Linked DNA regions of Rattus norvegicus: region 1 is linked to region 2. A link is a contact called in public Hi-C data. All regions are on one chromosome and are shown on one strand. The core of a region is the stretch at or near the end of the contact, and the rest is flanking DNA. Distances in the headings are between cores, read along the strand shown.

Region 1 (5,282 bases), core at 567-3,066, 66 kb before region 2:
TAGTATGTGACCTGGCACAGGGATGATCGCCATCAGTGGCAGCTTCCTGGGGTCCAAGCTGACTCTTGGTGGCATCCTCAGAGAACACTGACTGCTTCAGTGGTTGCTGGTCTCTCCCTAGCCTCAGGGCAAATGGGCCCTCCGATGCCCTATCCCAGACAGACAGGGCTCCCTCTACCACCTAAGGTGGGTCAAGGCAGAGAAACAGTCTTTGGTGCTGAGGGGTGGGTAGGCTGGGATATGTGGTGGGTGGATGGGGGATAAGGGATGGCTGTTCCCCAGGGCTTTGGTGTTCCCAGGGCCTCGGTGCTAGAGAAAGCCTATGGCATGTTTTCAGGGGGTTCTTTGACTAGCTGTATGTCTCCCTGTTTTAAAACAAGCTCATTTTACTAGGTATAGACACCCTTCACACCTCAGCTTGCCCCTTGCCCCCTTGTGGCTCTAGATCCCCTGCCCCTTTTCTGTTTTTGAAGAGTGGTCCCTCATGGGGAGACTTCTGTCCCTCTCATGAGGAAAGCCATGTGCAGAGGAGTATGTGTGCAGGGCCAAGGGATTGACTCAGTAGAGAAATGAAAAGGGAGGAGCCCCGAGAGACACTTGCTTTCCTAGTTTGGGATCCTGACAGGGTCCCCACATTCCTAGGCCTGCGCAGATTGGAGAGCAGACAGACCATGGCTTCACCTTCAACTCTCAAAGTGCCCTGGGTGCTGTTTCACCATTATAGCATGAAGGCAGACTCCAAGAGTCTCTTCCTGTAGGCTTCTGCCAGGTTCTGGTACTTCTGGTATTAACAAATCTGATCTCTGGCCTCCCTTCCCAAGTCTGTTTCTTGGTTTGGAAGACAAAGCCCAGATGGCACTTTGGATAGTTGGTTGCTGGAGAGATCATGGGTTTTGGGGTTGAATCAGGGTTTGGGGGTGCTTCCTGCCTGGAGCCTGCTCCACCTTACATAGTGTCAGTGTTGCCTTGTGAGCGGCACTGCCCAGTCCTCACAAGCTCAATGCTGCTGGGATATCTTCTTCTCTAGATCCCTGTAACTGCACTCTGGAGTCCCCAAGGCCCCCAAGGCCTGTCTGTGCTAGGCTGCTGTGTCCTGCTAGGGTCTAGCCTAGTCCTCCCATGGAGTCTAATAGAAATCCAGACTTCTGTTCCTTGGTGGTGCTGGGTGGAAGGCCCTACAGGCGGCCACCAGGATTCTGCTCCCGGTGACCCTGTTGCTTTCCTTCCAGCTCTCCTTGGGTAGTTGTGTTCCTAGCCTTCCTGGCCTTCGGCTCTCCGTTCCCTCACCCAGAGCCTGTCCCACCCATCTTACCCGTCGCAAGGGTTTTCAGTGACTGCCCCTCCTGGAGGAGACAAAACTCAGGCTACTTACAGCATTGACAGCCAGGTCCCCACGGATTTCTACTGGAGTAATCTCATGGAGGATGGCAGCCCCAGCCACGGCGCCCAGCAGCTGGGCAGCCACATAGAAGGCAGCTCGAAGGAAGGAGACATGGCAACCCACCAGGCATGCCACAGTCACGGCGGGGTTGATGTGTGCCCCGCTGACATGGCCCAGAGCCTGAACCAGGGTGCCGATGCCCAGACCAAAGGCCACGGCGATCTGGAGCACAGAGGGTGGGGAGCTGGCCCACTGGAGGGCTGAGCCAAGGCCAAAGAAGACAAAAAGGAGCGTGGCCAAGAACTCAGCCAGCACTGCTCGGGAGAAGGCTATGGATCTGAGTTCCCACATGCTGCTCCGACTTCTGCGCGCTGGCCAGGGGTCTGGGCCACGGGGGTGGCTCTTCCTCCCTCCCTCTCTCTTTCTCTTCTCTCTTCCTCTGGGCCTCTGGGGAGGCTAGACCGTGGGCACTTATAGGACCTTCCTATCGTAGGCTTGGGCACGTGGTATGGAGGAGGCGTTCCTGCCCACACCATGCTCTCCCGTGGTGGCCTTGCCCCAACCCATGCTCCTGCCCACCTGAAGGCCCTATCGTCCCATCTTAGCTTCCACAGCTGACTAAATGTTCTCCTCGTTAATGAACTCCAGATAAGGATTGACGTCCTCTGTTTTCCTCATTTTTTTTCTCCTCAGTTACTCCAGGGAGCTGCCCCAGGGCTTCCCCAGCCCCCAGAGTGACCACCAGTTCCAGTTCCTGCATTGGAGACCGTGTCCAGTGACCTTCTCTTCGACTAAAAGGCTGGCCAAGGAAGGGGCACCACCTCAGCCCAAACTGTGAGAAAATGTGGGAACTACCTTTCCGCTGACTGGATGGTCGGTCTTTCTTCTGGAAGAGGATGGAAAACAACTGATTGGCCTGGGACAGATTTCCAAGGCAAAGGTCTTGTGCTTGCTTTCTTGCAGTTAATCACCCAGAAGTTATTATGTTTCACCTTCACCCAGGAACCCCAGCCAGAGAGTAACTCCCATTGCCCGGAGCCAAGGGTGGCTTCAGTGGCCCCCGGGGACCCTAGCCCTGTGTGGTAGAGTCATCCAGAGCCAACAAGAAACACAAGGGCTTCTGTTCTGCAGCACGCACTCCAGATGTGACATCCCCGCTCTGTCTCTATAGATGAGGTAATAAAACTATCTCGTAGGATAGAGATCTGCGTTACTATGTCAGTCATTGCTCAGTGCTATTTGCATTTTGAGGTAAATAGGTCCTGTCCCCCAAACTCAGAGTCTCTGAGGCTACAACAGACTCTAGGTACCATCTTTGAGCTCAGAGGAGGAAGATGTTTCTGGTGGCGGGACCACTCAGCTTGGTCAGTGTTCTACAAGGTCACCTGCCCTCACAGCTCCTGTGGCTGTGGAGCCTCAGAAGACTGACCTACCTGATGCCTCTTCCTTCTTTGGGGATCCAAAGGCAGGAGTGCTTACAGTGCATCCAGATGACAGGCTTCTAGTCCCCCTGGCCAGCCATAGCCCAAGGGACAGGAATGTGTGAGAAACCGATGAGCATGTGGTGGAGACACACTAAGGGGTGACTGAAGCTAAGGGAGGGTCCATTTCTTCCCAGGGTACCCCAGAAGATTGGTGGCTGAGCTCAGACTAGAACCCATCAAGGAGTGCTTTCCTGACACCCTGCACTGCCCAGGTCTGCTCTGAGCCCTGCTCTCCTTGCCCAGACAGGGCCAGACAGTGATGCTTCTCCCCTTAGTTTTCAGAACATAGTAAGATGCACAGTAAACACCCACGTATACAACGTGGGCACATGCACACTTGCCTCCCACACATGACTTGCAACTCCTGCTGTTAGGGGGCAAGATAAGAATGAATACATGAGGGTTGGGGATTTAGCTCAGTGGTAGAGCGCTTGCCTAGCAAGCGCAAGGCCCTGGGTTCGGTCCCCAGCTCCGGAAAAAAAAAAAAAAGAATGAATACACGACACCAACAGAGGCCCTCAGAGGAGTCTGAGGACTTGGGCTCAGGTAGTGCTCCCTGCTCAGGGTCCTCCCCTGCAATCCAGGCTCTCCAGAAAGACTCAGTGGGAAGGTGGAAGAGCCTTGTCTTGAGAAGGGTACTTGTGACTCTGTTTTCTCCTTCAATCATAGGGTACCCAGACTTGGCACACAAAAAGGGTGAAGGACCCTATCCAGGGACTGTATCATGTCTGTGCCTCCATGATACATACTATCTTGTATGTAGTGTCTACCACCTCTCCCTGTCCTCTCCCTGCCTGTCTCAGCGGTGCCTGGAAAACCCCCAGGCTGTATTGAGCTGAACTGTGACCGTGGTTCCAAAGCCACTTGACTATTGAGTTCCAGTGTGACCTCCGATGAGCCGCACACTCTTTCTGGTCTCTACACTGTGTGTGATCATGAGAACAGCGTTCACTGGTTCTGACCCTAAACAGCACAGCTTCTAATCAACCTGTTGTCCTGGTGGTCCCATAACAGGGTTCACTGCCTCTGAAACCACACATCCACATTTCCACAGGGCAGGGGGTGCGGCTCTGTGGAAGAGTGCTTGCCTAGCACACGGGAAGCCCTAGGTTCAACTCCCAGTGCTGGAAAAAACTACAAAAGCAAAAGCAAAACAAAACAAAAAACCCAATCAGACAGACCGTGATGGCCGTGGGTCTCATTTCACCTGTGGGTTCCTTTCAGAGAACATGATTCCCGCAGAGACTGACTTCCAGGAGCAGTGAGAATATTCTGGTCTGATCCCAAGCCAGGGTAGAGGAAGAGGTCAGCCTTAACCATCCCGCCCATGCCCTGCCTGTGCACTCGACCTTCCTTCAGCCAGGAAAGAAGCTGCAACATTGTTACAGAGGCCCAGCCGCCTACTGCGGCTCGGGCTTCAGCAGGCTCCCTAAGAGCACCACTTGGTTCTGCTTTTGTTTGTCCTTACCCTTCCAGCTTCCCAACTTGTGGGTCACAGAACTGAATGAAGGGAATCACGACAAACTCGGCCACAGTAAAAGGTTTTCCAAATGAGTAACAAGCAAAAACTTAATCAAAGAGTAAGCGTCTGATGGATTCCGAGCATTTTTGGTGGGGTCGGCTGTGCTCCATTGTGAGCCGTTGCTGCCCCGCACAGGTCCTGGACACAGCTCGTGCCCTTCGTGTGCACGTGTGGTGCACCCCCCAGGCCAGCAAACTGTGCCTGGAGCTCCTTGGTGAAATCTGACATAGTTGTGTTGTTAGTTGCGCCGTTTTTACTGTACATGGTCAGCTTCCTGCGCCTATAGAAACGTGTAGGTTTAATTATGAAAATAGACCTTACTATTTCCCCACTGCTGTTTCTCAGAGGGTACCATGTTCGAATACCCGTAGAGTATACCATGTTAGAAAGTTTGATTTTGGGGCTGGGGATTTAGCTCAGTGGTAGAGCGATTACCTAGGAAGTGCAAGGCCCTGGGTTCGGTCCCCAGCTCCAAAAAAAAAAAAAAAAAAAAAAAAAAAAAAGTTTGATTTTTTAAAAAAATTGCTATTTGGAGGCTAAGGAGGCGGCTTAGTGGTTAAGTGCTTGCCACTCATGCTCGAATCCCCAGCTTGACCATAGCTGGAAAGAGTGGCTCATAATCTGTAATCCCAGCACTTGGAGTGTTGAGGTAAGAGAATCAGGAGGTCAAGACCAGCCTGGACTAAAGAACAAGTTCAGAGCTAGCCCAGGCTATGTGAGACTCTGTTCCAAAACCCACAATGCATTAATTAACTAACTAATTAATTAAAAACAATAGAAGTTGTTGTTGGAGTTGTGGACTTCCATAAAAAAGATTGCTCAATGGATTTTGGCTTGTGATGAGGATAGAATTTCCAACAACTTAGGAACTGACTGGAAAGCTACTTGTTTTGAA
Region 2 (5,429 bases), core at 2,673-5,172:
AGCTCAGCTCTGCCCCACCACATCCGATACATTTCTGAACAGCTGTTCTGTTCCCTGGGCAGCCAAGTAGATGTTCCAGTCTAGTGCTGAGAGGGGAAAAAAATGGAGATCTAAAGTATGGCCTCATCCGTTTGGGCAAGCGAGGGGGGCGGGGGAAGAGTCTGCCTTGAAGAACCCAGGTCTTTTAGAGGTGCCTTAAAGGAGACTGAGAAGGAGTGGCCAGGAAGGGAGGAGGAACCCCAAAAGTGTGTCATTGTGGAACTGAGGAAACAATGGGACCAGACATCAAGCTCAGTTAACGCAAGGACCAAGTGACAACTGGACTCAACAGGGTCACCCTGATGTGACAAAGCCAGCTCTCGTTACATGGGGCTGAGGCCAGGTTGTTAGGCCAGTTGAAGAGATGAAGAGACACTGAGTAAACTCTCTCAGGAGAGCTTCAGAGAGGCAGCTCCTGGCTGGAGCTAGAACCAGGGAAGATGCTGAATGAAGAATGGGGAGTAGTCAAGGAGGTTAACGTGGGAGACCAGGTGACCCTAGGAACATTAAGTAAGCTGCCACTGGGCTTTTGAGGGCCTGGAACCCAAAGCCCAGACTTGGGCATTGGCCTGGGAAAGGGTTGAAGGACAGGACGCCTGGTAGTGCTACGTGAGGTTTGCAGATGGTGGTCCAGGAGCGGCAGGATCCTCCCTGGTTATCTCAGATCCTTCTGGAACAAAGCAGAGAGTGAGGCAGCCTGGGAGATCTGGGGAAGGAGGAGGCGGTTTGGAAGAATTGCCGTCACGGAGGGCAGGCGAGATTCCGAGGGGAAAGGACTGCAAGGCCACGCTGAGGGGCTGCCGAGGGTAGAGTCCACGTGTTGGTAGTCAACGGTCTTGAGAGCTCAACCCCCGTCTTCCATCACCTTATCTTTGACCCTTACTCTCCAAACAAACAAACAAACAAACAACCCACCTGCTAGCCACTTCCCACTGGGCGATGCGGCTGCTGCAGCCTGGTAGGGAAGAAGAATAACAAAATCAGCTAAGGAGATGGCTCAGGTAGGGGTGCAAGAGGCAGCTCGTGGTGGAGGGAAGGCGGCCCCCTGCAACCGGAGCACCTTGGTTTCAGCCCTTCCGAGAGAGGATAGCTTCATGACAGCGAGTCGCCCGACCTCATCTGTAAACAAAGTCCATGAAGAAGGGAGGATCTTGTCAGTATTTATTAAACACAACCCAAAACAAACATCCACCCAGTTCCCCTGGCCCACGTGGATAGCTCCAGGCCAGCCAGAGGTGCATGAGGAGATCTTGCCTCAAAAGCTACATAAGTAAAAAAATAAGTATCTACCCAGTAATATTTTATAGTAGCTTTTAATTTGCCTTTTAGTTATCTATTATTTCTGAGGCAGAGTCTCCCACGAAGTAGGCTAGCCTCGGACTCTGTAGTAGATCGAGATGACCCTGAATTCTTGGGTTCTCTGACCTGTACTTCCTGTGCACCAGATTGCGTCACCACACCACGGTGCCCAACACGAGGTTTTTTTGTTGTTGTTTTGGGTTTTTTTTTTTTTTTTGGTAATGCATGTGTACGTGTGGGAGTGCACATGCATTCATGTGGATCTGTGTGAGCGTGCATGTATACATGTGCATATGGAAGACAGAAGCCAGTTTGGTGTGTCTCCTCACGAAAGCCATCCACCTCCTTTGAAAGCCTCATTGGCCTGGGGCTCCCCAGTGAGGCTAGATGGCCGGCCATCAAGCTGAGCCCCTGAAAGCCCCATTCCTGTCTTTGACTCTCTGAGAGCTGGGACTCCAAGAACGTGCTGCCATGCCCAGCTTTCTACCCCAGGGGACTGAAGGCAGGTCCCTCGTGCTTGCTGGCTACGTGCTTCTCCCTCCCAGGCCCTGTGTGTGACTGAACGTTTTAACTGAGGTCTCTTAGCCGACCGAGCAGGGTGATGAAGTCTGCAGTCTCGGGACACAGGAGGCTAAAGAGGGAGGCTCACTGAGAGTTTGAGGCCAGCCTGGACTACATAGTGAAACTGTGTTTCCAAAACGAAACACACAAACACCACAGGTCTCTGAGGCCTCTTGGGTTGCGTGGTAACAACAGAGTCTGTAGTTCCTAAGATTTAATGAGGTGGGCTTGTCCCACCCAACTCTACCTTCCCCTTTTGGAATTGAACCACCATCCTGCCCATTGCCGAGTCCTAGGATGACCATCCCCTTCCTTCTGCTCTTGCCATCCTGCCTGGTGCAGTTTGGGTAGAGGTGGCAGCATGGAATCAACTGCTAGGTGGACGGCCTCAGGAGAGACCCTCTGATTGCCCACCTGTCTCTCTCACAGTGCCGTATTCTTTGCAACATACCTGACTCTGGCTTGCTGTTCTGGGCCCAGGTAAGATCGTGACTCGGTGAGGGAGGGGGCTGCCTGTGGGACTATTAGTAGGATCTTGAAAATCTGCTCTGAGCACTGCCCTCCACCAGGGTGCTGTGCAGCCCTGAGAGGGCCTCATACCTCTCTGAACTGGAGTCAAACTGGCCAGCCCTTCTGCCCTTCACTTTGCGCCTCTGAGGCAGATGGGGCCAATGGGAACATGAGACGGTTTCCAAGGGCAGAAGAGGCTCTGCGGAGTGCAGAGTGTGTATCCTCTGAAGCCCATGGCTTGCCTTTCAGGAGACACTTCCCTTGGAACCTGATTCTGCTGACCATCTTTGTAAGTGACCGGGATGACAGATGCTGAGTGGGAGAGGAGGCAGGACAGAGGCAGCACGGGTTTCGAAGGCCAGAGTCTGAACAGGGGACATCCGATGTGAGGGCCCCTGTGGAACAGGTGTTGAACCCTTCAACTACCAGAGCATCCCGTTGGTACCTCTCAGTGGGATGAACATCCCCCTCCCTCTCCCTTGCCACCCTGTGTTCCCAGTCTCCTGTCCTTGGGAGATTGTGTGGGAGTTCCAGCCAAAAGCAGGATAATGAAGAATGAAGGTGCTCCCTGGGAGAACAAGGCTGCCTAGGAGATAAAGGGACAGCTAGCCGAGAAGCCTGCAGGCTAGCCAGGGAAACACTGTTTAACTGGGCCTCCGTCCTGAACGGAAACCCGTATGGTGCAAGAAAACCAAATGTAGCAAGGCAGGCTCAGCACAAGGATTCTATGCATAGGGTGGAAGCCTGGGCTAGAACTTGAGGGTGCCTGGGGCCCCGGGTAACATCCCTTTGCCCTGCTCTTCTTGCAGACCCTGTCCATGGCCTACCTCACTGGGATGCTGTCCAGGTAAAAAGGACAGGAGCAGCCTAGGTAGTCATGCAGCCAGGGTCTGGCCACATCTGAGGGAAGCTCTTCACAAACCCCATCTTTCCAGGGAGCTCTTAGATGGGGAGGGACCCAAGCAGATGGGCTGCCTTGGCTTAGATGACTTCTCCTTAGGCACTACAGGGCCAGGGGCTCCAAGACCCAAGTAGGCTGGTGGGGTTGGGATTAGGGATGGTGGCAAGGAAGATGATATCATCCACGGGGTTTTAAAGCCCCACGTTCCTGGTGACGTAAACTGCCCTCAGACACCAACATAAACTTGCCTCACTCTCTGCCTATTCGAGAGCTTCTCCCTAATAGTGAGTGGCAGAGAAACCTGAGAAAGCTGTGAGTCCTGGGAACGGGATGGGTTGGGAGCATAGGTCATAAGGTCAGCTTCTGGTGGGACAGGTCGGTCCTAGGAGAGGAGGGATGGGGATGGGGATCCTACTGACCGATCGCCCACCTGCCCATCCTCAGTTACTACAACACCACGTCTGTCCTGCTGTGCCTGGGCATCACAGCTCTTGTCTGCCTCTCAGTCACCATCTTCAGTTTCCAGACCAAGGTCAGCCCTGGAGCTGGTGGGCATGGGAGGGCACGTGGGCCAGGGGTCTGTGTGGAGCTGAGGAGAGGCAGAGTCGGGTGTGGGGATACTGCTGGGAAGAGGGATGCACCGGGTTATGGGCGCGAGTGCAGAATTTTCAGGTCTCAGCCTCTGGCCCGCACACTGCCGAGGCCACACTGCCGAGGCCGGGTGCTGACGGCCTCCCTGTGTCCTGCAGTTTGACTTCACCTCCTGTCACGGTGTGCTATTTGTACTGCTCATGACTCTCTTCTTCAGTGGACTCCTCCTCGCCATCCTCCTGCCCTTCCAATATGTGAGTCTCAGCCGACCAGTGGGGGGGGGGGGAGAAGGCCCGATGCTCAGGGTGCACGCTCCCCTACCCCTGCAGGGCAACCCAGGGCCAAAGCCTCACAGCCTGCCACCCCGTCCAACCCTCCTGGCACCTGCCCCCAGGTATGTTGGCAGCATACGCAAGCAAACAAGGAGGCTTTTCTTGGCAGGCCTGGGCACCTGCCCAGCTCTCTGAGCCGCATCCGGCTTCACTTTCACGGTCCTCTCCTGCAGGTGGAGGAAGGGGCAGGGGGAGAAGGACTGTAGCTGAGAAAGATACAATGGGGCTCCAGGGCCCAGCGGGTTCAAGGGCCCTTCTGAGAAACCAGCTAAGTTCAAAGAGGCAGACTCTGGCTAGCCAGGCAGGAGGGGAATTAGTAGATTCCCAACCCCATCTTGCAAATGCCCACCCACCAGAGGGCTCTTCCCGGGGACTCCGATTGGCATCCTGCCTGCCTGAAAGAATGCCTACTGTGTTGCAACCAATGCTGGGGAACAGATTGGAGACAATGGCAGGTGATTTAAATCCTAAGAACACAGGAAGGAACGTGCTGGATCTATTAGGGAATCAACAACGTTCTCTCTGGCCACATCCGGTACCTGTTCTCCCATGGCCTCTTATCTGCCAGGCTGGGATGGCATTCCTTATCCCCTCTAACACACTTCCATACTGTCCAGTCCCCGCCTCCAGGCAGCTGGCACCCAGTCTAGGCTGTCAAGATTGATTTTGGCATTTTCTTGGCTCTTCCCAGGATCCTGTTGACAAAGGGAAGGGCTGGAGCTGGCCTGGGGGCCTCTATGTATCTAGGATGGGGAGAGGGCTACAGGAAGGAGCCCCAGAACTTCAAAGAACCCTTTATTGACCCATGTTAAGCTGAGGGGATGCCTTTGCTTCCAGGAACCTTCTAGAAAGTTTTCTGGAAGGGATACGCAAGGGGTAGTGCTAATATGGCACCTTACAGTTGAGACGTTAGCGTTCATAGTCGGGGTAAGCACAGGCTGGAAAGAGTACTGCTCTGGCCTCCAAAGGCAGGACCATCATGCCCCTCTGGTAGAGACCCCAGATGTCTCCACATCCATACCCACCCTGACTGACTTTTTCCCCCTGAGCCCCGGTTTCCAAGGCACAGACAGATAGCTCTGTGGAGGAACAGGCAGACCCCAGATAGAACAGGGATGAGCAGGGACAGCAGGAGGGGCCTAGAGCCAGACTGGCAAACAGGAGGAGTCGCCCTGAGCCAGCCTGAGCCTTGGCTG

Evidence for each region. A called contact is a pair of places that touch in the nucleus more often than the background predicts.
Region 1: a Hi-C map of kidney shows a contact between it and region 2, with 2.4 times the contacts expected there. The contact joins the promoter of Aqp2 here to the enhancer-like site in region 2.

The regions. Positions count from the first base shown.
Region 1 is chr7:132,586,820-132,592,101 of GRCr8, reverse strand. It overlaps Aqp2 (aquaporin 2), which reads right to left and starts at 1,816. Exons shown (of 4, transcript NM_012909.3): 1 at 1,373-1,816. The coding sequence starts at 1,732.
Region 2 is chr7:132,522,319-132,527,747 of GRCr8, reverse strand. Faim2 (Fas apoptotic inhibitory molecule 2) reads left to right here. Exons shown (of 12, transcript NM_144756.2): 6 at 2,329-2,379; 7 at 2,659-2,698; 8 at 3,219-3,256; 9 at 3,755-3,842; 10 at 4,060-4,155. LOC134479571 (a long non-coding RNA gene) reads right to left here. Exons shown (of 3, transcript XR_010053090.1): 2 at 1,100-1,158; 3 at 1-994. Among named protein-coding and RNA genes, the nearest start is that of Faim2, 13 kb to the left of the region's middle. Within about 2 kb of position 3,922, at least 22 of the 93 cell types and tissues checked have an H3K27ac peak or open chromatin away from gene starts, as enhancers often do. A contact at or near this core is called in kidney, where this site is marked.